Linked DNA regions of Mus musculus: all the other regions are linked to region 7. The links are chromatin contacts, called in public HiChIP or PLAC-seq and promoter capture Hi-C maps. All regions are on one chromosome and are shown on one strand. The core of a region is the stretch at or near the end of the contact, and the rest is flanking DNA. Distances in the headings are between cores, read along the strand shown. Region 1 holds the start of Ppia (peptidylprolyl isomerase A). Region 2 overlaps Ogdh (oxoglutarate (alpha-ketoglutarate) dehydrogenase (lipoamide)). Region 3 holds the start of Ddx56 (DEAD box helicase 56). Region 4 holds the start of Dusp18 (dual specificity phosphatase 18). Region 5 holds the start of Myo1g (myosin IG). Region 6 holds the start of Nudcd3 (NudC domain containing 3). Region 7 holds the start of Gas2l1 (growth arrest-specific 2 like 1).

What was found. Promoter capture Hi-C pulls out the DNA fragments that hold promoters and counts their contacts. HiChIP or PLAC-seq counts read pairs in DNA pulled down with a chosen protein or histone mark. Capture Hi-C pulls out chosen DNA fragments and counts their contacts.
Region 1: a promoter capture Hi-C map of pre-B cells shows a contact between it and region 7, with 2.9 times the contacts expected there. The contact joins the promoter of Ppia here to the promoter of Gas2l1 in region 7. A contact is called at or near these places in 2 of 39 promoter capture datasets (liver and pre-B cells), 4 of 115 datasets of contacts at active chromatin or transcription factors (embryonic stem cells, pancreatic cancer cells and stem cell-derived neural progenitor cells) and 2 of 9 other capture datasets (adipose tissue and liver).
Region 2: a contact with region 7 is called in a promoter capture Hi-C map of pre-B cells, with 4 times the contacts expected there. The contact joins the enhancer-like site here to the promoter of Gas2l1 in region 7. A contact is called at or near these places in 5 of 39 promoter capture datasets (hematopoietic stem and progenitor cells, hippocampal neurons, liver and 1 more) and 1 of 9 other capture datasets (adipose tissue).
Region 3: a promoter capture Hi-C map of adipose tissue shows a contact between it and region 7, with 6 times the contacts expected there. The contact joins the promoter of Ddx56 here to the promoter of Gas2l1 in region 7. A contact is called at or near these places in 1 of 39 promoter capture datasets (liver), 4 of 115 datasets of contacts at active chromatin or transcription factors (astrocytes, embryonic forebrain, embryonic hindbrain and 1 more) and 2 of 9 other capture datasets (adipose tissue and liver).
Region 4: a promoter capture Hi-C map of embryonic stem cells shows a contact between it and region 7, with 4 times the contacts expected there. The contact joins the promoter of Dusp18 here to the promoter of Gas2l1 in region 7. A contact is called at or near these places in 3 of 39 promoter capture datasets (embryonic stem cells and liver).
Region 5: a contact with region 7 is called in an H3K27ac HiChIP or PLAC-seq map of microglia, with 8 times the contacts expected there. The contact joins the promoter of Myo1g here to the promoter of Gas2l1 in region 7. A contact is called at or near these places in 1 of 39 promoter capture datasets (pre-B cells) and 1 of 115 datasets of contacts at active chromatin or transcription factors (microglia).
Region 6: a contact with region 7 is called in a promoter capture Hi-C map of liver, with 2.4 times the contacts expected there. The contact joins the promoter of Nudcd3 here to the promoter of Gas2l1 in region 7. A contact is called at or near these places in 2 of 39 promoter capture datasets (liver and pre-B cells), 2 of 115 datasets of contacts at active chromatin or transcription factors (cardiomyocytes and embryonic forebrain) and 2 of 9 other capture datasets (adipose tissue and liver).

The regions. Positions count from the first base shown.
Region 1 is chr11:6,414,483-6,417,913 of GRCm38.p6, forward strand. It overlaps Ppia (peptidylprolyl isomerase A), which reads left to right and starts at 1,385. Exons shown (of 5, transcript NM_008907.2): 1 at 1,385-1,497. The coding sequence starts at 1,429.
Region 2 is chr11:6,322,503-6,325,899 of GRCm38.p6, forward strand. All of the region lies in intron 4 of Ogdh (oxoglutarate (alpha-ketoglutarate) dehydrogenase (lipoamide)), which reads left to right. Among named protein-coding and RNA genes, the nearest start is that of Gm46270, 32 kb to the left of the region's middle. Within about 2 kb of position 1,614, at least 23 of the 459 cell types and tissues checked have an H3K27ac peak or open chromatin away from gene starts, as enhancers often do. A contact at or near this core is called in pre-B cells, where this site is marked.
Region 3 is chr11:6,266,009-6,269,520 of GRCm38.p6, forward strand. It overlaps Ddx56 (DEAD box helicase 56), which reads right to left and starts at 1,721. Exons shown (of 14, transcript NM_026538.3): 1 at 1,652-1,721; 2 at 1,410-1,571; 3 at 803-963; 4 at 504-674; 5 at 308-398. The coding sequence starts at 1,711.
Region 4 is chr11:3,893,235-3,896,918 of GRCm38.p6, forward strand. Dusp18 (dual specificity phosphatase 18) reads left to right here and starts at 2,006. Exons shown (of 2, transcript NM_173745.5): 1 at 2,006-2,283. 4921536K21Rik (RIKEN cDNA 4921536K21 gene) reads right to left here and starts at 1,892. Exons shown (of 3, transcript NM_026150.3): 1 at 1,606-1,892. The coding sequence starts at 1,853.
Region 5 is chr11:6,519,499-6,523,320 of GRCm38.p6, forward strand. Myo1g (myosin IG) reads right to left here and starts at 1,460. Exons shown (of 22, transcript NM_178440.4): 1 at 1,244-1,460. The coding sequence starts at 1,356.
Region 6 is chr11:6,198,799-6,202,173 of GRCm38.p6, forward strand. Nudcd3 (NudC domain containing 3) reads right to left here and starts at 1,653. Exons shown (of 6, transcript NM_173748.5): 1 at 1,145-1,653. The coding sequence starts at 1,336.
Region 7 is chr11:5,063,930-5,067,297 of GRCm38.p6, forward strand. Gas2l1 (growth arrest-specific 2 like 1) reads right to left here and starts at 1,398. Exons shown (of 7, transcript NM_144560.3): 1 at 1,286-1,398; 2 at 908-1,165; 3 at 1-549. The coding sequence starts at 529.

The sequences.
Region 1 (3,431 bases), core at 135-2,634, 1.4 Mb after region 7:
GAATATGCAAAGAACTCCTAAAATGCAAACTATAACCAAAACAATCAGTTAGTTAAAAATAAAGGCAAGTGCTCTTAACCATGGGGCCTTCTCCCCATCCCTGTCTCTACCTTATCCACTATACTGACTCAGTCTTGCCTAGACTGTCTAACCAGTCAGTCTCCATTGCCTCCAGGCCTGGACTTACAGACTCCTCCCAATGGCCTGGCTTTTACATAGGTGCTGGGGATCCAAACGCAGGTAGGTCCTTGAGCTTGTCCTGCAAGCACTTAACAGTTTTGAGAAAAGCAGGTTTACATGATGCTATATGCACAAAGCACACTGGTACAGAATTTTCCAGTTTGGCAAATCAAAACTCTTTGTAGTTCAACCTAATGTGCTTTTGGTCTGATTCATCCAAATAAGGCATGGCCAGACCCACATTCCTGAGGTTCTGTGTCTAAAGGCCTTACAGCTCGGGAGCCAACTCCAGCAGACGCTATGGTGAAGGGTCTTCCACAGCACCGACTTTCCCATACTCAGGCTTTGTTTATGAGGCAGGGCCTCACACTTACAGCTCAGGCTGTATGGAACTCACTATCCTCCTGTCTCCATCTACCTAGAGGTGGGATTTACAGGCGTGTGAAGCCTTTGAGAGCACGCCTTAGGCCACATGAGGAAATGAGAAGACCTTGGGGTATTGGGGGTCGGGGAGAAAAAAATTACAGGTAGACTCTGACCAGGATCGTGTTTAAATAGCTTCCTCCTGGAGAAAACACAAGATATATTTGGAAAGTAGGACATTTAAAAAGTATTTCATAATCTTTAAAATGAGGGGGCTGCTTGTGCCCGTTCCCCAGAGTTTAAGAAAACGGAGGCGCTCACAGGGACCTATCAGGAAGCGGTTGCCATTGCACAATGACGGTGTGGGTCCTGGATCTAGGCCCAGGGATGCCTGCCTGTTCGAGTTTCCGCAGAGAGGGCAGCGCCTCAGGACCCCGCCCGACCTTGAAGGGCCGCTCGACCTTGAGGACCATGTTTGCCTCAGTTACTTGCTCTGTGCAATGGGAAGATACGCGGTACCACTGGGGAAGACCAGGGGCCCCGACGCGTTCCTAAGGACAGCCAGATTGCGTGGCCACCCTCCCTAACTGCCCTCGGACTCTTCCCCCACCGACCGCGCCGCAACCATCTAGTAGGAGCCCGCGGGCGGGAACCTGCCTCTGCGCGCTACAGCGCACGCGCGCCTCGCGCCCCGCCCCACCCGCGCCCGCGCCCGCCCATAGGCCTGTCGCGCCGTCACTCCGTTTGGAAAGCAGTTGTGATTGATCCAGGTCCGGGCGCGCGACTCGGTGGTGGGCGGGGCCCGAACCGGGTATAAAGGAAGCCGCGGCGAGGCTCGTGCCGCTTTGCAGACGCCACTGTCGCTTTTCGCCGCTTGCTGCAGCCATGGTCAACCCCACCGTGTTCTTCGACATCACGGCCGATGACGAGCCCTTGGGCCGCGTCTCCTTCGAGGTCGGGTGGGCAGTGGTGCTCCAGGGTGGGGTCCCGGGAGCTGTGGAGGGGGAGGCTCTCTCGGGCGCGGCCCGACCCTCCGGTGGAGCGAGCGCGGGTGGCGGCGCCATTTCCTGACGAGGGGCCATTTTGGGAGGCTGGCGAGGCGCGGGGAGGCTGGGCGGGCTGCGGACAAAGCCGGGCGGGGCGCGGCCGTTGGGGGAGGGGGCCGTCCCCGCCCGTCCCGGCCTCCCCGCAGGCGCACGTGGCTGCGTCCTGTGGGGCCCCGCGAGGCCGGGCGCACGTGCTCCGCGCCTCTCCCTTCTCCCAGCCGTTGGGCCCCGCCCTGCTCCGCTGCGGCGCTGCAGCCCCGCGGGCCTCTTCCCAGCCTGCTTTCCGGAGCCCCACAGCCTTTTACTCGGATCTGAGCAGGGACCCTGCCTAAGGTCTCAGGGGCGAAGGCTCGGAGAGCCCGGACGTGCTCGTTAGCCCGGTTAAACCTAGTGGTTTCCTAAACCTAGTGGTTCCTACGAAGAATATAAAATAATCGTTTTATAGCAGACTTGAGTGTGAATTGAACCTTTGGCCATTTGGTCCGAAGTAGCCACATTTGGTTAGGGAGGCTCAAAATACCCCTCCGCGTCCCCCACCCCCGAGCGGAAACGAGAAAGGCTTGGCTTTTGCTGGTGCCCAAGGACCGCCTCCTGTCGCAGTGATGGCGCAGCGGGGGAGGCGCTCTGAACCCCTCCCTATTACCCTCAGTGAGACAGGCATGTTATGACTGGCCACGCTGCAGTTTGCATTGACCAAAGTGGATTGCCAGTAGTTACCTACTTAATTAGTTCTGGAGGTTAAGTGGCTGCTTAAAGATCAGTTAGTAATTAGAGTACCCTAAACAATTGGCGTTTTTCTTTTACAAAATTAAATATTCAGCCGGGCGTGGTGGCGCACGCCTTTAATCCCAGCACCCGGGAGGCAGAGGCAGGCGGATTTCTGAGTTCGAGGCCACGCTGGTCTACAGTGTGAGTTCCAGGACAGCCAGGGCTATACAGAGAAACCCTGTCTCGAAAAAAACAAAAAACCCCAAAATTAAATATTATTGTTAGCCTCAGTACTAGCCCTTAGGCCATAGTGGAATATGTTACTTAGTGTCTGTACTGTTAAACTCCAGAAGCTATCATTGGTGAGTTTTTAACTCAAAAGCTAGATCTCCCGATTGCCCGCCTGCCACAGTGCTGGGTACACATAGTAGGTAGGCACATAAAAAGAGCACTAGGTTCTAATTAGCCCTCACCCAGCATGTATCTAGTCAAGAGCTGATAATTGACAAGGACTCTTGTGGAAACTTGGCCTAAGCTTAGCCTGGGTAGGATAGTATCAGGTTAACCAGAGCTTAATGGGAATGAGATGAGCCCATAGGTGAAAATAGAGGTGGAGCTGCCAAGAAAGGCTTTGAAGTCATAATTTGATGAAAAAAAATGTGGACTTGGAAAGCTGTTAAGCTGTGAGAAAAAAAAAACAGTCCAAAGGAGTCACATATTTAACTACTTAAACCATAAATGTATTCCTCCAAGAGAAGTGTAGATGCTGCAACTGATGAGTTGTGGTTTTCAACTAGCTATGAAAGGGCATGTAGATATTGAAGTGTTGGAATCCTCTACAGTCCTCTACAATTAGGTTAGGAGCCACTCACCTGATGCTTAAAGCTATGCTGACAGGTTGAAGGTGGTAGCATTTTCATTGCCAGAAACTAACAGTTTATTTGCCTAATCATGCATTGTGTGACAGTGCTTTGAGAATTTGATTTTAGGTTTCAACATGAAGTTAGGAGTGATGGTATGCTTTTGAGAAGCCTCAAGTCTATTCAGAAGTAGGTGTGATGTATTAAAAGCTCTTGAGTCATGCTTAAGGAGTCTGTCACTATTTTAAGTAATGACTAGTTCCAGATTTCCTTC
Region 2 (3,397 bases), core at 364-2,863, 1.3 Mb after region 7:
CCTGCTCGAGCTTAACTTCCTCGGAGTGTCCCTCCTAAAGGCTCTCCACAGCACTCATCGTGTGTCCTCAATTTTCCCTTTCAAGTATTGTACCCGAACTAAATTCCTTCTTAAAATTGCCATCATCAGTGACTTCTGTTATGTATTTCACGGTAACTTCTCACATGGACATAATGACTATTTTCCTAATCTGAGACTTCAATATAATTAAAGAATTCAGATTAACATTTTGTAAACAAATATAAGGAAAATATGAAAGTTCTCAAACATACTATACCTTTAGTGTTTGTAAATTCTTTTTTTGTTTGTTTGTTTTGGTTTGGGGTTTTTTTTTTTTCCTTTGGTTTTTCGAAACGGTTTCTCTGTATAACCCTGGCTGTCCTGGAACTCACTTTGTAGACCAGGCTGGCCTCGAACACAGAAATCCGCCTGCCTCTGCCTCCCGAGTGCTGGGATTAAAGGCGTGCACCACCACGTCCGGCTGTAAATTCTTAATAGTATTAGGATACGAGCTTACATTTAGTTAAAAGTCAGTTTTAAGTCCAAAACTCTGTTGGCCTTTGAGCTGCTTAAATGAATGTGCATTTGCTCTGTGGCCTCAGATGCAGGGTGTCAGTGTTCCTGTGCATCCTTCTGACCTTCTTGCTGCACTGAGAAGAGTGAGCTGGGAACTCAGTGTAAACCCTGTTTGTCTAGCATTTTTTTTGAGCTGCAGTCATTCTTATTGCTCAGATTGGTCTCAAAACCATGTGCTCAAACGACCCTCCTCCTTCAGCCTTTCAAGTAGCTGGAACTACACATGTTTGCCACACCACCTGGTTCTAGAATTGCTTTTTAATCACCATTTTGGTGATTTGTTTATTTATCGTTTATCGTTGCCTTCTGTGTAGCCTCAGATAGCTGAGTAGTACCCAGTAAGCTTCCTTAGGTGACCACAGGCCGGCCGGTCTCCTGAAGCTGTATTCAAAGGGCATTCAAGCCCCTAGGTGTTGAGCAGGGATTCCTTGTGTGTGCCTGAGAACTGGTACGTCTGTCACCCTACCCCCATGTGCATCCTTATCTTTTAGAAGTAACACAGCTGTGTCCCTAACAGCTTGTCTATACCAGTGACACATCCACACTCTAAATTAAATGTAAGTGCTGAGAAGACTGCAGAGTCCTCAGATATGCTGGGAGAGAGACAGTTGTGCTTTCTATAATGACAACACAGTAGTGCTCTTTCACTCTTTGGTTTGTTTTCAAAGTGAAAAAAAGAAATAAAAGTATCTGCATACCCAATACCCAGATGGCAAGCACTCTCTCATATGGTATTCCGTTTTTGTTTTTTTTTTTTTTAACAAGAATGAATAATTTCAGTTCCCTTTGAAGCCTTCCCCTGTGTCTGAGCTTTGCAGGATCAGGTTGTTGACCTGGTCTGTCTTGACTCTAAATGGAAAATCGTCACCCTCACCTTAAGCAGCACATTGTTGCTTTTGTGCAGAGCTTGGGTGCTCAGGTCTTAGATGCTTGCCCCTAGGAGAAGAAGGCAGGACTTTGCCTGGTGTTTGCACAGTGTAGGTGTCTTAATAAGACTGCCTGCTCACTGGGATCTGTTCAGTCTGTTTGAACCTCTGCTTGAGAGGAAGTGCCTGGCTGCCTTCATGTGCACACTCTGGACCACGGTTCTGGGTGAAGAGTTTTATATATCTGGGAAAAGTGGTTGAGCTTCACTAGTGGCCAGGAAAGTTGGGTAGAAGTGCCTGAAAGCTTACAGGTAGGAGGCAGCGTAAGGTGTGCATAGCTGTGTGTTGTTAAGGGTCATTGGTGTTGAGTTCTTCTGTTCCAGCTCTGCCATCTTGTACAGGAAGACTACACATCCTCTTACTCTCTACAGTCCACTGCTCCCTGGACCCAGTTCTGAAAGGTGGCCACTTCACACATCAGCTCTTTTCCCTTTCTTTTCCTCTGGCTTTCACCACATAGTGGTCTAGAAATGCATAACTGTCAGTGGCCTCTTGAGGTTAGATTAGAGCAGGGGGATCAAATGGTGCTGCCTGGTGGCTTTCCCGTGTCAGGGGAGTGGCCTTCCTGTCCTTTGATTTACCGTATCCAGCTCTTCTATGAACAAGTCCTACATTTACCAAAACCGGTCACAGCAGTTGAACCCCTGATCACAAAACCCATCCTTGTATCTGTGTGTGTGTGTGTGTGTGTGTGTGTGTGTGTGTGTGTGTGTGTCCTTCCATTTGTCCCTCCATCCCTCTGTTGGTGTTACAGTATCTGTGTTGCTTATTTCTGTGGTGATGGTATAGAATTTTGGTGTTGAGGTTTTAAACTAACTCTCACCTGTCTTTTTCCTTCTGCACTCCCCCATGCTACCCCACTCTGCCTCTCAGATCTTGCAGTTTTCAAGGAACGACTTCGAATGCTAACAGTAGGAGGTATGAAAATAATGAGCCTTTGACCTTTCTGGAGTTGAGGACTTCATTTGATTAGTATGTGCAACTTTTCCTAGCATGTGATTTTGGGAAAGTTGACACAGCATCTATCAGTGTTTTACAATTTTTTAAATTGTTTTAAAATATTTTTCCTTTCACTTAGTTATTAACCAACAAGTAGAGCTGTGACCTGGTATAGGCTCGTTTCTGCTCATTTTGTGTTCTGACAAGCATTTCATCGTATCCATGCTTCACAGTCGATGTGCTATAAGCTTCCTCTGCAGCGTTATCCCCTTAGCTCCTGTGGGAGCCTGAGGCCACATTAGCTCTGCATGGTGGCGTGTCCTCTCCTCTGTGTGGTTGGTTTTGCTAGACTCTGGCTTCCTTCAGATTCTGCTTCCGGGGCATTCTGAACAAGGTCTCTAAACTGTTCTCTTATTGAAAGACAACCAGAGTACTAAGCTTTCTGGGGGTGCTTTTTGACCCTTGTTTCTGGGAAGAATGCCCTTGAGGAATCCAGAGTTGAGGTGCTGGGGCCATCTGCCTGCTATGTTCTCTTCCTACGCCTCTTTGATTTGACCAGTTTCTTTCTCTGCAGGCTTCTCTTAAGACATTTTTCTTTTCCTTTGTCTTAATCATAATACCTATGAAATTTTAAATTTCACATTTTGAGACAAATGAAGACTCGTGCAGCTGTAAGAATTGCTGGGTTTCATAACCTTTAGTAGTTATCCCCTGAAGTTTGACTATAGCACACATCACACCAGGGTCAAGCCAAACCCTGCCACAAAGTTTAATCCCTGGAAACTACTCTTGTCTTCTCCATTTCTGTAATGTTTTCATTTTATGGATGCTATAAAAATGGCAGTTCAGTATTAACATTTTGATGTTGGTTATGTAGAGACACCCCTAGGTTGTTAGTGTTTTGGTGGTGAATAGTATCACATGATATGGAAATGCAGTTGTTTTAAAGGATTCAC
Region 3 (3,512 bases), core at 471-2,970, 1.2 Mb after region 7:
AGACAGGATACAGAATAGAAGCCTGCACAATGGCTGGAAGTAGAAGACTGAAATGTACACAAGGGGAACTCTGGTCTTAGAATTTGGCTCCCTTTGGAAACGTGACCCCAAGTGACTTCCAAGCAAAGCACAGTTTGGACTAGGGAAAGCTATAAATATATAATGACTTCAAGTGACTTCCTTTCAGTGATTAAGAATTAGGAAAGACATACCTAACAAAAATAGTCCCCCCGCAAGCGCCAGAAGTTTCCTGAGAAGGATCAACAAGTTCAGAGACTTGGGTCTCAGTCCCAGATGCTCCACTTACCGGGTTATGCAGTACCAGCTCCTTCAGAGTTTGTACATCCTCATTGAAAGTGGCCGACATGAGAAAAGCCTGGTAAATCCGAGGCAAGTGACTGAAAGAAAGAACAGGGCTTGATCAGGCTCCAGCCCACCCATTCCACTCCAGTCCCAAGTCCAGACCCTTGCAGGTCTAGGAGCCACTTCTGTTTCTTCCTTACCAGAGAAGACTCTTGAGTTCATCCTCAAAGCCAAAGGAAAAAAGAAGGTCAGCTTCATCTACCACCAGCAGCTCTAGGGAGTCCCGGAGTTTCAAGGTGTTCTGCTGCAAGTGGCTTAACACTCGGGATGGGGTTCCCACCACCACATCTGGCTTCTCCATCAACACAGCTCTGCAGGTGGCAAGGATTTAGCAGCCAGACCCTCGCCCTGGCAGACCTGCCCAGGCTAGCCACTCACACCACCAAGGGCACACACTTGCAAAGCGTTCTCCCTTTGGAGGCCTGCAGGTTTCACCCACCTCTGAGAAGCTGAGTCTTCTGCAGCTGAGACGTTAGCCACTCGCACATCCCGAGCACAGTAGGCAGCCAGTTGCTGGATCATGGCCTGGGCCTGCCGTGCCAGCTCCTTGGTAGGAACAAGAACAAGGCCTCTCACAGCCTGCTCCATTACAGGACCTGTCTGTAAGAACACCAATTCAAGACCGTTCAAAGTACTGGGTCCGCCCAAACAGTCAGAACCATGTACTGCAACACAACCACCTAGCTGTGTCCTGATAAACTCTTAATTCTGCCCACCTCACAGCACAGGGGGCAGAGCTTTCCCAGGCACTCAAATTTAGAACTTGCTGAAATCACTTAACGTACTACGGAGCTGATGAGTCCCCCTCTAGATAAAAGGTTACTCAAAATTACAACAGGATGGCGGTCGTGGCACCAAGGCCCGGGTTGAGAGCCAAGTAACCTGAACTCCAGCTCAGAGATTAAGCTGCAAATTGACCAAGTTCTCTATGGGCCGCCTAACACTGACACAGGACCTATAGGAGGAACCTTGGCACAGTCGGGCACTTCATTCCCTATTCTTTTGGAGCGTCCTGCCTCATACTCACTGCTCCTCTCGCTACCCACCGCCTTCTTGTGGAGAAGCGACTGAAGCATCGGAATAGCATAAGCTGCGGTCTTCCCGGAGCCTGTGCGGGCGCGGGCCAGGAGGTCCTTCCCCTCCAGCGCCAGAGGAATGGCCTTTTCCTGGATCAACGTAGGTCGCGACCAGCCCAAATCGGTGACAGCCTAAGAAGGAAGAGGACGCAGCTCAAGCGGCGTGGAGTACAGCGGCACACCGGGTAGCAGCTCCACAGCCTACCCCATACCTGCAGGAGCCGGGGATCCAGGCCCATGTGTTCAAAACCCAGCGCTTCTTGGTCCTCCATGGCGTGACTCCACGCTGTCAGTGCGCACGCGTAGGGCGGGACAAACCAACAACTAATCAGCTCTGGAAGGTACGTCACTTCCTGGAAGTACTTTCTCCTGGGTGTCCGACGTTGCTACCAATTTGTGCTGGCTCTGCGCAGGAGCGTTCCGCAATGCTGTCCCTTGAACGCCCTCCGAATTGTGGATGCCTCTTCTCTGGCGCCTCAGCCTTCCCTGACCCACAGAGTGACGTGGGCAGGGCTTTGCTAGGTTATGGTTGGGATCGACCGCGTTTTGGCTAAAGGGAGGCAGCCGCCACTTAGGCACATGCGCAAAGGAATTAGGGTTCTGTGGGTAACCAGAGGCAAATCTCACTGGGCAGAAATCGCGGCACAAGTTGCTAACCTAAGATAAATGTTAAATCAGGCCTTCAGCTACTATGAAGATTTTCACAAATACTGCCAACACGCGGTGCAATCCTTAACAGCTCTTAGAAGAAGAGCCAAGTTGACTCGAACCCTTCCTGGGACCATCTTTCCCAGAAAACGAAAATCAGACTTTGTTACACATGTTAATAAGGCCCATTCTTTGAGAATTCCTTACCAGGGAATGTCCTTAGGACTTTTTCTTCTGTTTTTGTTTTTTTTTTGTTTTTTTTTTTTTGTTTGTTTGTTTGTTTTTTTCAAGACAGGGTTTCTCTGTGTGGCCCTGGCTGTCCTGGAACTCACTCTGTAGACCAGGCTGGCTTCAAACTCAGAAATCCGCCTGCCTCTGCCTCCCAAATGCTGAGATTAAAGGCATGTGCCATCACTGCCTGGGGAAGATTGATTGATTGGTTTTTTTGAGACATGGCCTCATTATGTAGTGGCTGGCCTGGAACTTGGTAGGTAGACCAGACTGGTTTGACTCAGCCTCCCTAGTGCTGGAATTAAAGGCATGCACTACCACCCTTCCTTGGGACCTCTTAAAACACCTAAAGCCAAAAAAGTGTCAGTTGACCTTAGGCCCATTTCTTCTGGGCGCTGTAACTATTGTTAGGGCAATAACAGAAAAGAGATTGGTGGGGACTAAAAACATTTACCAACAGGGTCTTATAGTGACCACCTATTAAGAAAGGGAAAGCCCTCCTGATAACAGGAGGGGCTGAGCTGAAGGAAAAGACCAATAAAAGGGGTCATTAAGTGGGCAACAGGATCAATGTAGAGCACTTCCCTAGCGTGCATGATGCCTTAGAGTCTCAATCAGCAGCAAAGGAGAGGAAAAGGGGGAGACTTAAGGTGGGGCTAGAAGCCTAACTGCAAAACGCTGGACTCTGGCACCTGTGACTGCAGTGAGCTCAAACTGATGATCTAGATCAGTGCTTCTCAACCTTCCCAATGCTGCTACCCTTTAATACAGTTCCTCACGTTGAAGTGACCCCCATCCAGAACATCATTTTTACTATTTCACAACTGTAATTTTGCTACTCTTATGAATCATGATGTAAATGTGTCTTTTCTGCTGGTCTTAGGTGGACCCTGTGAATGGGTTATTTGACCCCTAAAGGGGTCATGGCCTACAAGTTGAGAATGACTGATCTAGACTAACTCCCTACTTTAAAGTTATCTGGTCAGCAATCTTGGCCATGCTGAATGGCATTCACAAGTTTCAGGAGTTAGGATGGAAATACCTTTGAGGCAGTCATTTTCCTACCTACCATATCCCTCACATACACGACTGAATCTGGCCATAACTGAATGCTGCCAGAAATCTGTTTGTTTCCAAGGTGGGGATAGGGGGTGTGGTGGAAAGGAATCAACAGGAAAGAAACTTGCTTGTTCA
Region 4 (3,684 bases), core at 756-3,255, 1.2 Mb before region 7:
TGCAGTTGCTCATCAAATAAGGCTGAGGCAGAGCTAAGGGCAGGAACCTGAAGTCAGGAACTAAAGCAGAGACCACAGTGGAAGGCTGCTTACTGGCTTGCTCTTCATGACTTACTCAACTGGCCTTCTTATACAACCCAACCACCCGCGCAGGTGTGACACTGTCCACAGTGCCCTACATCCTCCCACACCAGTCATTAGGAAACTGCTCCCCAGACACGCCCACAGGCCATCAGCTGTAGACAATTCCCCAAAAGATGTTCCTTCATCCCAGGTAAAACTAGTAGTTTTAAATTGACAAAAACTAGCCAGCACAGTGATTGGTTTGCTGCTCCGACTTCTGTTTGGTTTGTTGTTGTTGATGTTGCTTAGTTTATTTTACTTTTGAAATGATTGGCAAACCACTCTAAAGGAAACCAGGGAAATGACATACGTGCTGGTGAAGTATTTCTGAATACAGATTCCCAAACAAACAATAGCAAAAAGGGAAGAACCACACATGAATTGACTGAAACAGAAATGGCTGTCTGATACACACAGGAACAGAAGGAATACAAATAACAACTTATACTAAACTCAGTCTCTATTGGTTAGCACATCAGAATAAGATCATCATAAAATACATTCATAGTCAGACAAAACAAAAACAAAACAAAAACAAAAAAACAGAAAACACCACCACCACCAAACCCAACAAACAAAAAGATGTATATTTTGTGACAAGGTCTCGTGTATCCAGGCTGGCCTAGAACTCCCTCTTGAACTGAGAGTGACCTTGAATTTCCAATCCTCCTGCCTCCAGCACCTGAGTGCTTGATTACAATCGTGTGCAACCACGTTCAGTTAAGAAGAAAACAAAGCACCTTTAGGGGGATTCTAATAACGTTCTCCAGTTCATTTTCCTATGAGTTAGGAACAACTGTGGTCAGGCTGTGCTTGCTAATACAAAGGAACGAACATTGAAAGCTACCCAGTTCCACTTTTCTGGTTTTTATGCAGGATGACTCAACATACCCAGGTGCGGATGGGAAGACAGAGTCAACGGTCAGGAATTTACACACAAGTCTAAGTCCTATTTTCAACCAAAAAGAGACTAAATATTTAAAGACCCTCTTTACTTAGTGATGCACCAAATTTATCAAGTAATAAATACTGGTCATTTTTGAAACAAATTGTGTTTCCATAATAAATCCTCTGTAGGACTTGTTACATCCTTGGCTGATGCCGGTTGAAGAAGGGGGACAGGATTGGAGTCAAACATTGGGGAACTGAAGGCTTTTCAAGGACGCTGGAGAATGGGAAGGCCTGGAGTTGCCAAGTCGATTGGAGCCTGAGACCAATTGCAGACGTCAAGCCTACACTACGCCAGGGTCAGGATTCATTCGGAAGGCTAGAAACGGGACAGTGCCTTCGGCCCAGAAAACGGGCTTCTGAAGGTCCTACGGGTTGGCCTGAGTCTGAAAAATCCTGCGATCGGAGACATTGCTGCGATCAGAGGAACATCTAAGGGCGGAGGTTGGGGGGGGGACACGGCTGGAACAAAGTGAGTCGGATTCCCTTACGGGGTCCCGGGTCTGACAACTGCTTTGTATACCCGAGCCACACCTGAATAACAACTTGGGGAGTGGGGACCGCGGCCGCAGGAAGTAGATCTGTGGTTGGACGTGGAGGCCAAGATCCGGCTGGCTGTCCAGTCTCTCGCGCCGGAAGTTCGAACCAGAAGCGGTAGTCTCTTCGGTACCTTTCCTGTAATCCGAGCCCAAGTCCCATTTGACTGAAGGCCTTCTGGGCTGTGTAGCGGTCTCTGACTGGCTAGAGAGCGACTCAGGAAAGCTAGCAAGACCTAAAACCATGGTGGAAAGACACGCGGTCGCAGAGCAACTATCTACACTGGAGTGCGTTGCCTGGGAGACAACCGGCAAGCAGACCGCGTGACAGTCTTTAGGCGTTCTTTGTGAGGCTCTGTTGGGCGTGTTGCCTAGGAGACGAAGGGTGAGTGGGCGGGGCGTGCAGGCGGTGGGTGTAGCAATGGTCCTTCTGGCTACTTGGCGCATTTCTGTGAAGACAGGCAGCCCACCCAGCTTTTCCCAAACGCCTGGGAACTGCGTAGTCCTTCGAGGTACAGAATCAGTCGCGGGGTCCCCCTAAGCCCCGAACTGCCCATTGTTCCGCGAGGAGAAGCCGTTGCTACCAAGGTCCGGAATCATGAAGGGCCCTCTCTTTCTTGGAGAGGGTCGTCCGCGGCTCTGCCCTGAAAGATTTCGGGGGCACTGAGGGAAGGAGGTAAGATTGTTTGAGTCTTGTCACCACGTAGAGAGGCCAAGCTTCCTAGGCTTGTTGTGGCACCTTCCACTCATCTACTTGTGGACTCTGTTCCACGTTTATAACCCAGAATTTAACCAGCGCCCCACCTATATTTGCCAACTTTCTCCAGAAAGTGTAATCCACCAGAAATATCAGCCTTCAGAACTTGCTGTCTAATGATGAACAAAACTGGTTTTCCTCGAGTCTCAGGTTTCACGGCTACAAATTAACTAGATGCCAAAAGCCTGGTTGGTTGTAAAATGTAAAAAATGGAGATGACGTTTCTGTTTCCTCTCCTCCCCTCTCCCCCCCCCTCCCCCTCCCCCTCTTGAAACTCTTGAAAGAGTTCCAGTAGTCTGGTCAGGAACACCACATCTTGCTTCAGCTTCCAGGTCTGCTCTACCATGTCCTACTGTCTGTGATCGCTTCTTACTATCTTTGCAACTCTATAACAAATGCCTTTATTTGTCATTCCCACAAGCTTTGCATTTTAACTTTACCTCTGAAGGGACTGAAGAGAGCAGAAACAAAACCAAATGTCACTTGGAAGTCACATTCCTTGGAAGGCAGGAACAGGGAGACAGAACAGTGGAAAAATAACTGATTGGCCTGAGGTTACCTGAATGACTTTTCATTCTGAGAGGATAAGTTAGGCCATGACCTTATGCTAGCTGAAACTGGCCTGCCTGGGAAATCCTGATTTCTCAAAGGTTAATTTTAAGAAAACAGCTTTGTTTCTGTGACAAGGAAAAAATTAAATCAAAACAAACAAACAAAAAACCCTGTAGTTTGTTTCCTCAGCTCTTTGTTGGGGGGCAGGACCCATAAAGCAAGGGCCCCACCTTTCTCTTCTACCTCCTGAATGCTGCAGTTCCAGGTGACCATCACCAAGGCTCTTTTCTACTTGCTCTCAGTTGACTTTGAGGTCATTAATGTTGGAAGTCACACAGCTGAGCAGAGAACATGAGTTTCCACTAGCTGTGCTGTATGTAGATGACACCAGTCATGTGTGCTGAAAACAGCTAGACTTGCTGGCTGGTTATGAGAAGATGGAAAGACTTGGCATATCACTTTCCCTCTTGTCACCTTTAACCTTTGGGTCCAGTTCTACTTAACGTAATCGGAACATATCCACCCTAATGTTCTTTCAGTGGCTTCTACTCCCTCAGCTCCTAACCACCCTCTTTCTCCTGAAACCACCCCAGTAGACCTAAGGCCCGTCCCTTCCATTGTTCACGGTCTCTCTGGCCATGGCTGGCCCCCTTCCTCTGTGTGAAAAGACCCCCAGCACTTGGGCAACAGTTCTGGCTCAGTGATGTGAATGTTGGTGTAATCACTGAGTTCTCTGCTGTGCTTCTCGATTGATGGGTTCTTGCCCTC
Region 5 (3,822 bases), core at 210-2,709, 1.5 Mb after region 7:
CTGAGACTGTGAAAAGGGGACTCTTCCAGAGAGTGGGGGGTGGGGGGGGTGGGGGGCTTGGTTGTTTCCTGTCTCAGAGTCTAGGCGGGACCAGATCCGGAAGGGGACTCGCCCTGCCCCACCCAAATCATAGCGTGGTGATTTGCTAGTCTTTGCAACCCCAGCCATGGCCACCGTCCCTCTCCAGCACATCTCAAACTCCTCCACCCTTCCGTTTACTAACCATATTAGAAGCAGGAACCTAGGGCTGTACCTCTCTTGGGTTTTGTGCTCTGGGAGGAGTACTAGCCTCCTTGGGGCCCCAACTGTCCTCTCGGTGTGTGGGGCCCGCTCAACCCCAGGCAGGCCTCTTCAGGGTTCCTCTTTCTCTGCCCCCTCTGACAAGTCACGCCCTGGGACTACAAGTTTTGTGACCTGCAGCCACTGTCTTCCTCGGCTCAGCATACAAAGCATGGAGGGCATGCTTGTGAGCTTGCTTTTCGAGAGAATGAGGCAGTCTAACAAAGCATTGAACTCATTTCCTGGATAAAGCTCTCCATGTGGCAGCCTAGGACCTCCATCTCTGCACCTAGTGAGATTCCTGGTCCCCAGTTGCTCTCTAAGGAGCTTCCTAGCACACAACAATCCTCCCTAGGAGGTGTGTATGAAGTCCAGCCGCACACAAGGCCATTTAACATGCTGTGCTTCTAGCTCCTGGACCCCTCCCTGCTTTTTTCAGTGAGAAAGCAGGCTGCACTGTCAATTCTCCTAGTCCTAGCCTGTGACCCCTCCCATGAACAACTCCCAACCCAGAACATCATATCAGCATCATATCAGCTTGCTTCGATTATTGCGATTCTGGGGTGGAGGGCACTTCATTTTGGAGTTCCTAAGGAAACTCAAGTCGGGTCACACATGGGACCCAGGGGGAAAGCATCAGCAGGTGACAGAGAGGAGATGCAGTACATTCCTGGTCCCCATGCCTTTGCCTGTCTTCCTCAGGACTCTGGGCTTGTCAACCAGGGTGTTGTGAGGGTGGCTGGGCAGCTCCATTCCTGACAGCTGGTTACTTTCTGAGTGGCCATTATCTCCTGGAGATGCTATCATTTCAGCCTGTATTGTCTAGGTATGTGTAGCCTTGTCCCCATTCCTGACGATGGGACCAGGGTACCTTCAGGGCTTCTCTCAGGTCTGTGTGGATGATAAGGGAGGAAAGGAAGGAAAGAAGCCCAGTACCGCATCCCCACCCCCACCTCACATCTACCTGAGCTCTAGGTTCTTCATGAAGTCCTCCATGGTCAGTTGATCCAAAAGCACGAAGTCTGGTTTCCCATACTCAGGGCCTTCTTCGTCCTCCATCCTGCCCACTGCAAGCATCCAAGGCAGGTCGCCAGAGCTTTCTGTACAGAGGTGAAGGGGAAGGCAGAAAGGGGAGGCCCAGCCCTGCCTGACTACTGCAGTACTTCAGTAAAGTAGGAAGTGGGTTCTGCCCGGGGAGTTTGGCCCTGCCCATTGCTACTCCCCTGCCTTGGTGCTTCAGACACTGCTTCCTGCTCCCTGGCCCACAAGGTCCATGCCTAACTGTCTGTCCTGATGGGGTCTTTACTGGCTTCCTTAAAGCTCTTCCCAAGCTAGGTTTGGCCATACCTGTCTGTAATCCCAAGCACTCCAAAGATTACGGGCAGGCTGGAATTCTCCCTCCCCTTGTCTGTCTGTCTTCCTTCCTTCCTTTGCTCCCTCCCTCTTTCCGTCTCTCTCTCTCTCTCTCTCTCTCTCTCTCTCTTTCTTTCTTTCTTTCTTTCTTTCTTTCTTTCTTTCTTTCTTTCTTCTATCTCTGTAGTCCAAGCTGGCCTCCCCAAAGTAGCTAGGATTATACCAGGCTCAGTAAGAAAGGATGCTTCTTCTTCTTTCTTTCTTTCTTTCTTTCTTTCTTTCTTTCTTTCTTTCTTTCTTTCTTTCTTTTTTTGGTTTTTCAAGACAGGGTTTCTCTGTGTGTCCTGGAACTCACTCTGTAGACCAGGCCAGCCTTGAACTCAGAAATCTACTTGCCTCTGCCTCCCAAGTGCTGGGATTAAAGGCATGTGCCACCACGCCTGGCAGGATGCTTCTTTTAAAACGTTTTAAACATCTATTTTGTGTACAAGTGCTTTGTCTACATGTATAAGTGCACCATATGCATGCTGGGTGTCTGCAGAGGGCTAGAGGGCTGGGTGGCCGTAAACTGCAGACCTTTGCAGGAGCAGTCAGTGCTCTTAACTTCTGAGCCATCTCTCTAGCCCAATAGATATTTCTTTTATTATTATTATTTTGGTTTTTTTTTTTTTTTTTTTTGGTTTTTCGAGACAGGGTTTCTCTGTATAGCCCTGGCTGTCCTGGAACTCACTTTGTAGACCAGGCTCCAGGCTTGCCTCGAACTCAGAAATCGGCCTGCCTCTGCCTCCCAAGTGCTGGGATTAAAGGCGTGCCAACAGATATTTCTTGGCCTCTCGTGGTTACCCAGCTGAACATCGCTGCCCCAGAGCTCAACATCAGCCAGGGGTGGCCACAATAGAGTTTAAACCATAAAGACTTCCTGCCTGACCCAGCAGATGAGGCAGTGGTGGGGACTCGGCACCCTGCGATTCCTCCCCACAGTGACAAGGGAGCGGAAGAGTACACTCTCCAGCCCTCTAGTGGGCTAGCCTTTGGTAGGACCCTCTTGCATATGCTCAGCTTCGTTCTCTCATCCAGCCTCTGAGATAAAACCATTAACTCTTGGAGCTCTGGGGCCTCATCTTAGCTCTCACAGGTCTTGGCTTATGGTTGAGCTTGTAGATTAGTGGTACATTGAAAAATGGCTAGGCGACCACTCAGGTTTCTCTGTGCAGTCCTCCCTCCTGATTACAGGGTCTGCCAGTGGGCAGCTCTCTCTGCTCCCTTGATGGCAGGCCCAAATGTTCCCAAATATGTGTTATTTGCAGGCCAATTTTGAGAGAGCTTGTATTCACAGATATCTGACAACTGTATTTTGTTTTGTTTTTGCTTTGTTTTGTTGTTGTTGTTTTGAGATAGGGCTTCTCTGTGTGTCCTTGACTGTCCTGGAAGTAGCTCTGTAGATCTGGCTCACTTTAAACTTAGAGATCTGCCTGCCTCTGCCTCCCATGTGCTGTAATCAAAGGTGTTCTCCATCACCATCTGCTGACACTTGTATTTCAACCATTCCATTTGGTTTTTAGGATTATTTAATAGTGCAACATACCTAATGAAGTTTAAGTTCTAATTCACCATGTGGTAAAAGCAGGTATCATTAGTGATAAGATGAGCCACTGGCCAGAACTGTCCCAGATGCAGTAGTATGGCTCTGGCTCTGGCTCCTCCCTGAGGCAGTACAGCCCTTATGCCCCAATCAGGCTGCTTCCTTTTAAGCCTGGCATGAGAGCATTCCATCTGCAGCCTCCTGCGGTGGTGCTTTGGTAGGGTTTCCCCAAACCGGGGACTCCCACCCTTGGGTTTCACTTCGCAAAACCCCAGGCCTTAAAAAGCTCTGGGACTTGTGATTCAAACAAGAAGAGACGTGGGTGAGTTCCCTGAAATACAGAACTCTGCAGTCGTCAAAAATTACACCTGTCATGACATAGTGTATTTGGGGGTTTTTCTTCTAACCACTTAAAAATCCCAAGATCATTCTTAAGTCAGAGGTTGACTCTTGGGTGTAGCATTAGGCTCTGGTTGTTTCTACACCTGTTAGCACGTGATTAAGCCTCTAGCACGACCTACACAGGAGTTACTCTTTCACAATGTTGAAGCTAAAGAGAGGACACATTCATTTCTCCCTGGATTGAACCAACTATGGGCCCTTTCTGC
Region 6 (3,375 bases), core at 403-2,902, 1.1 Mb after region 7:
AATCCTAGGCAGATATCTGAGGTTGATGCCAGAGTGAGTTCCAGGACTTCAGAGCTACACAGGAAAGCCCTGTCTGGGGCTGATGCAGGGGTCAACAAACAGCAAAGGTGACATGAAGCACTTTATAGGTTTGTGAATCAGACTCTACACGCCCCTCAAAACCTACTTCAACGTCTCCTACAAAACTGTCTCAATTTCCTAACTACCACTTCTATCACTTCCTTCCAAAGAGCTCTACCACACAGAGAACTAGCAGAGCTCTCTATTAGTGTCTGTGCTTTACTCTCTGTACAGTGTCAAAAGTAGACAGACCATTATTTAAATATCCATACCATCAGAGTCTATACCGCAGCTGAGAGTGTTAAATATATTCATTAAATGTTTGCTTATTACTAACTCAACAATGTCAACAATCCCAGCGCGGGAGCGTCGGGAAGGAGGACCATAAGTTCGAAGCCATCCTGATCTACCTGGCAAGTTCCAAGTCAACCAGGGCTACACAGCAAGATCTTGTCTCGAAAGAAAACAGTTTTTAAAAAGGTGTCCAAACAACTTGAGTCAGTCATTAGTAACGCTTCAAAAACAATAAATATAACCTAGGACATATAAATTTTAATCCAAATGTAAATTTCGTAAACATTACAATTGTCCACCAACTTAGTAAGTCACTGGCAAGAGGCCACACCCACCAATCAATACATACCAGTCATTCCTGCCACCTCCGAGCCCGGGAATTCTGAAATCTACTAGTTTCTCCCGCTGTGAAAGTCCTCCTCCTACAGCCTGCACGGTTTGAACCCTGCCTAACAAGCCCCTTGCACCGTTCTGGGGATGCCCACAGGGCGCTGGGAGGCCCTCAAACCCAGGCTGACAGGTCCAACACCTAAGCATCTCCCGCACAAACCCAGCCTGTACCCAAAGAAGCGCATTCCTGCCAACGGATCCGTGGGTCAGATAACGCCTGGCCATTTACTCAAATCACCTGGTGGCACCCCAGAGAGAATCACAAACCCTGAAGGGTGGGCTACGGAGTGGCGCAGTTCCCAGACGTAGGACGCGAGCCGGGGCACCTCTGGCGCTGGGAGGTGGAACTGGGGTAAGGACCTGCTGGACCCCAACGGCCCGCCGCCTCTCTCCACCTCACCTGCAGCACCAGGGCCTGTGCGGCCCCGGGCGGGAAGCCCATGCGGTCCGAAGGGTGGCGCAGCAGGCGGTAGAAGTCGGTCTTGCGGTAGAGAAAGCCGAAGAGCACGCGCAGAAAGTCCTGGACATTGCCCACGTGCTGCAGGATGCCCAACAGGGCCTGGTCATAAAGCTCAGCAGCCCCGGGCTCCATGGCTCTGCTGCCCGAGGGACGCGAACACAGTGGGCACCGCCTCACACCGGCTGATTGGCCACTTCCGGCGTGCGCGCCTAACGGCTCCCCCCGGACAGCGAAGACGCGGAACTTCCGGTCCGCGCTTGTTACTACCGGCGGTAACCGATCGTCGTTCTTGCGGCTCTGCTGGATCTCCTCCGCCGCGACACTTGCCTAAAGGAGATTGGTATGCGCTCAGTACGGTTCCTACATGCAAGAATAACCATGGTCACGATGCGGAGAGCGCTTGCCAACCATGTTTGAAGAGGGCGGAAGCATTGTGGTGACGGCCACTTGACGTAGTCCCTGGAGGTGTCACGTGGTCTGGGAGCCTTTCTTCTTTCTGGATTGAATTCCTGCGTAGGTGTCTGGTGCGCCTTCTTATAATACCACATTTTGTTTGTTAGCGGAGGGAACGGAAAAGGAATATTGTAGAATTGTATGGAATTCCTATTAACAGAGCTATGAGTGAAACTCAGAAGGTTGCACCAGATTTCAAGGTGACTTGAAAGGACAAGAAAAGTGTGAAAAGCTCAGTGAAGGAAAAAAAGAAGTATGATACTGTAAATATGTGTGTGTGCATCCGTATGTATAGCATGTGTGTATACACGTGCCGTTACTAATACGTGCATATAGACATTTTAAGAAAACGTTTATGTAAGGTTGACACACAATCAATCTGTGGTTTATACCTGTAATCCCCGCATCCAAATCATGGCCAACCTGGGCTATAGAGTCAAACCCAGTCTCAGAAGAGGGTTGGGGGGAGACGAAAGACAGACAGATTAGGAACATATGCTAGGTCACAAACCGAAGACAAATGGCTGAGATGCCTAATAAAATATCAAAGCAGACTCTGGCCACCAGTCTCCCTCAGTACCTTCTGGTACAGGATCCTTCTGGCTGGCATACTAATCCTGACCTCTACCCTAAACTTCTCCAGTCCAGAGTCTGAGCTGGCCTTTTCCTCCCCAAGCTTCTCTGATTCCTATGTAACCCAGCCATTTTGGTTATGAGGTCCTTTTTACCCTTTGGCCTCTTGGTCTCCTGGCCTCTTGACTCCAGGTCTCTTCTACCCTCTCCCCTAACCCTTCTCACATGGCCCAGCTCATTCTACAGCCACTTCCACCCTGAATTCTCCCAGATGCCTCTGCTTCTGGCTGTCTGCTCCCTCCTGTCTACAATAAACCTCCTCCACCATACCTAGAAGCCATCATGTCCTCCTTTTTGTTTTTTTTTCATTCAATGTAGCTAAATTGGTAAAGTGTGTGACTAATGTGTCCTGAGTGTTGTATAAACTGTGTAGTAACCCACATGTGTGACTAATGTGTCCTGAATGTTGTATAAACTGTGTAGTAACCCATACCTGTAAACCTAGCACTGGGAAGGTGGCGACAGAACCAGAAATGTTTATTCATCCACATAGCCAGTTCAAGACCAACTTGGGCTCTGCAAGGAGATCCTGACCGGAAAAAAAACAACAACAACAACAAAAAAGATTTTAATGAATTTCATCTCTACTAGACTAACTAACATCTACAAATTAACTTTTTTAAAAGACATTGTCTTACTCTGCAGCCTTGGCTGCCCTGGAACTCGCTGTATAGACCAAACTGTCCTCAAATTCACAGAAATATGCCTGTTTCTGCCTGCCAAGTGCAGAAGTAAAGATATATGCCACCACACAGAGCAAAATACTGATTTTACTTTTGTTTTCTTGTAGTTCTAGGAGACAAACTCAGGGTCTTGAACATGTTAGGAAAATGCTTTTCCAGTAAGAGACATTCCAGGCTTAACAAATAACTTAATAGTGTTGGGCCTTAGCAAATTTTAAGTAAAGCCATACAGATAAATTGATGTAAATTTTTTCAACTTAGAATTTATGATCGTGCTCTTGGAAGGCAGAGGCAGGCGGATTTCTGAGTTCGAGGCCAGCCTAATCTACAGAGTAAGTTCCAGGACGGCCAGAGCTACACAGAGAAACCCTGTGTCAAAAAAAACCAACCAAACAAAAAATT
Region 7 (3,368 bases), core at 148-2,647:
CGCTGGAAACCTGAGGGGTAGCTCGAAGCTCCCGCTCGATCTCCTGCTCGAACTGTACCAGCCTCGGGGCAAGCAGGCCAAGGCGCGCCCCACGCCGGGCGACCTCCAGCAGGCAGAGCACCACACTCTTCTCGTTCTTGCGTAGCACCAGGTCCTCTGTCTCAAACATGAGCACTTCAGGCACGCCCAGCTCAGCCCGGCACCAGCCGATGAAAGAGGCCACGTTGTCTCGGGCCATGAAGGAGCCAGGCGCCACACTGTGTGCCTGGAAGGCCACACCTCGGGTTGGACGGGCAGCAGCCAGAGCCCGGGCAGCCTCGGTGACAGCGTTGGCATGTTGGCACAGGGTTGTGCCTGTGGCCAGCCCCGTGAGGAAGCCATCGCCACTGCCGGGGAGACCTAGACTGTACAAAGCATTGAGCCAATCGGCCAGGTCTTCCTTCATGGCTTCCACATAGGCCTCACTGGATCGGAAGGGTCGCACACTCTTGGCGGCAGAGCCTGCGATGCCCGCCACTGGGTTCGCCATGCCCAGAGCCAGTGGAGTCACTGTGGGGACATAGGTCAGGATTGCTGTGAAGACTCGAAAGGGTTCAGAATGGTCCACCTCTACCAGCCCGCCACTCAGGGGAGACGCTAAGTTTAAGAGCAAGCTGTGAACAAGCAAACGTAGCACCACATTGTTCTCACGGTGCCATGACCTGCTTTAAGGGACTCAGTAACATTTACACCATTGTAGTGTTTATGTTTGCTGTCTGGCTGGTCGGGAGAGGGTGGCTGGGGACAAGTTGGCACCCACGAGGAAGAAATGCCATTTAAAAACATGAAGACATGTGGGTAGGGAGGGACAGGAGAGGAGCCTCGCCCAGAACCACGGAGAGACTGTTTCCATTGCTCAGCCCATAACCTGCACGAAGTCCCGCCTTTCCCTTCTCCTCTCCGCTAAGGGCCGCGCCACAGGCTGAGCGGCGACCGCGTCTCCATTCTACAGATGAGGAAACTGAGGCGCAGTAAGGGCAGGCATTCGCCGAAGGTCGCAGAGCAGTGGGTGGAGGAATCGGGTCACCCAGGCAGGCCGGATTCCTGCTGCGAAAAGCCGCCCGAGCTGGTGCCTGAAAGGCCGGGACTCCGAACGGCCCCCGCGAGCCTCCGCAGTGCTCGAGGCCTGGTCCAGAGAGGGTGAGTGCCCAGTCAGGGTCACACAGCCCTGGGAAGCAGAGAGCCCGCACCGCCCGGCCCACCTCCAGGCACTCTGGCTAGGGCTCCTGGGGGTCCCCGCGCTCACCTGGCTCACCCCGCCGCCCCGGGGAGCATCGCCCCGGCGGGGCCGGAGCCGGGCCGCGCCGCCGCACACAGGCGTCGCCCGAGATCGCTGCTTCCAGGCGTCCGCTCTGCCCCGCCCCCCTGGAATTTGGATCCGGCCAGGAAGGGGCGGAGCTGCGCTCTTAAAGGGGCCGTGCCTTTCTCGGGCCTTAGGCCCTAAGGCATCACCCCCACCTCACCCCCCCTTTAACTCCGGGTCTGGGTCTTCCTAGGCGGGGTTCAGATCCTTTCAGCTGTCCTTCCCCCGTGACAGTGGCCTCCCCGGAAGCGATAGGGGCCGGGGACTGCAGAGTCACCTCCGTCCCGGGTGGACCTCTGCAAGTCAGATAACTGGGTGCTCTTCCTGCAGGACGGCCCAGGGATAGCTTAAGGTACAAGGACGATGAGGCTCAGGGATCGGAAGGTGGCTGCGGGTTAGGTTAAAAGAGGGGGTGTGGCAGGGGCAACTACACGCCTTAGGAGGAACCTGGAAGATCTAGGGAATCCTGCCCCCTACTGTCGCCCGAGAGAGGAGTGAGATGCTGGAGAGAGACTGGAAATCTTGTGGGGGTGTGTGGACTTAATTTTAACTCAGATCAAGGAAGGAGGCGACGGAGGAAGCTGAGAGTCATCTAGAGGGAAAGTTTTTCACACTGAGGAAGCCTATCTCAAAAAAAGGAAAGGAAGGAAGAAGGAAAGAAAAATGGGTAGGTTTGCAAGGCTGAAGTGGTGAAACATTAGGGCCTTGTGGACCATGCTTTTCAAAGGTCATGGAAGAGAGGTTTATTTGTTTGTTTTTTTTTAAAGATTTATTTATTATATGTAAGTTCACTGTAGCTGTCCTCAGATACTCCAGAAGAGGGCATCAGATTTTGTTACGGATGGTTGTGAGCCACCATGTGGTTGCTGGGATTTGAACTCCGGATCTTCGGAAGAGCAGTTGGTGCTCTTAACCACTGAGCCATCTCCCCAGCCCCCGGTTTATTTGTTAATTATTATTAAATTATTATTGTTGGAGTTTGTTGTGGTTTTGAGGCAGGATCTCACTATGTAGACCAGGCTGGCCTGGAACTCCCTATATAGACCAGGCTGGCCTCAAAAGTCATAGAGATCTGCCTGTCTCTGCCGCCTGAGTGCTGGGATTAAAGGAATGTTCCACCATGTCATTACTTTTACAGAGTTCTGCTATGTAGCCTGAGCTGGCTTTGAACTCATGGTGTGCTCTCTCTGTTGGGATCCCAGGCCTCTCTCTAAGGAGGAATTTAGGAGAGGCTGACGTAGCAGCCATAAGGGCTCCTGTAACTGCTGTTGTTGCAGCGTCAGGGTCAGGGTCAGGGAAGCCTCTGAGGGAGGCAAGTGGTTTAGGTTGAATGGGGAGAGGGGATGCTGGATCTTGACTGCCTGTTGAAAACTGATGATGTATGTTAGTGAGGTGAGTGTGTGAGTATAGATGAGGGAGAAATCCCAGGTTTGGGGGTGAACATTGTGGACACGGAGTTGTTAAACAAAAAAAAAAAAAAAAATAACACCTAGCAGGGAGTGAAGTCCTGAAGAATTGGCTATGGAGACTGAATTCTAAGTGAAGGAATTGAGAAATGACTTGTCCTGGAACAAGCAGTAATGAACCGTCATACCCAGCAATCATCTTCAAAATAATCTGATACACCGATACTTTTTATTACATCTGTTTAGTGAGTGTGTGTCTGTGTCAAGGTATGTAGGCAAGGCAAACTTTTGGGAGTTTGTTCTGCCTTTCACCATGTGGGATCCTGGGTATTGTGGCATGGTGGCAGGTTCCCTTATCCAGCCTCATATGATGGTTTTGTAGATCTAGGGAAGCTGAGGACTGGGGAGGTTAAGGTACCATTGCCATCAGCAGCTCTGCAGGAATTTGACCCCTACTTATAGCCACCTCACTGTGCTTCAGTGTTCTGGACATAGAAGACTGAATCTAAGCTCTGTTGGTCACCAGTGTTGTCTGACAAACTTCCTGGGGGAGATGTCACACACAAGTCTGTGCACTCCTGATAGGGAACCCACAACAGACCAAAGGACTGAAACCACAA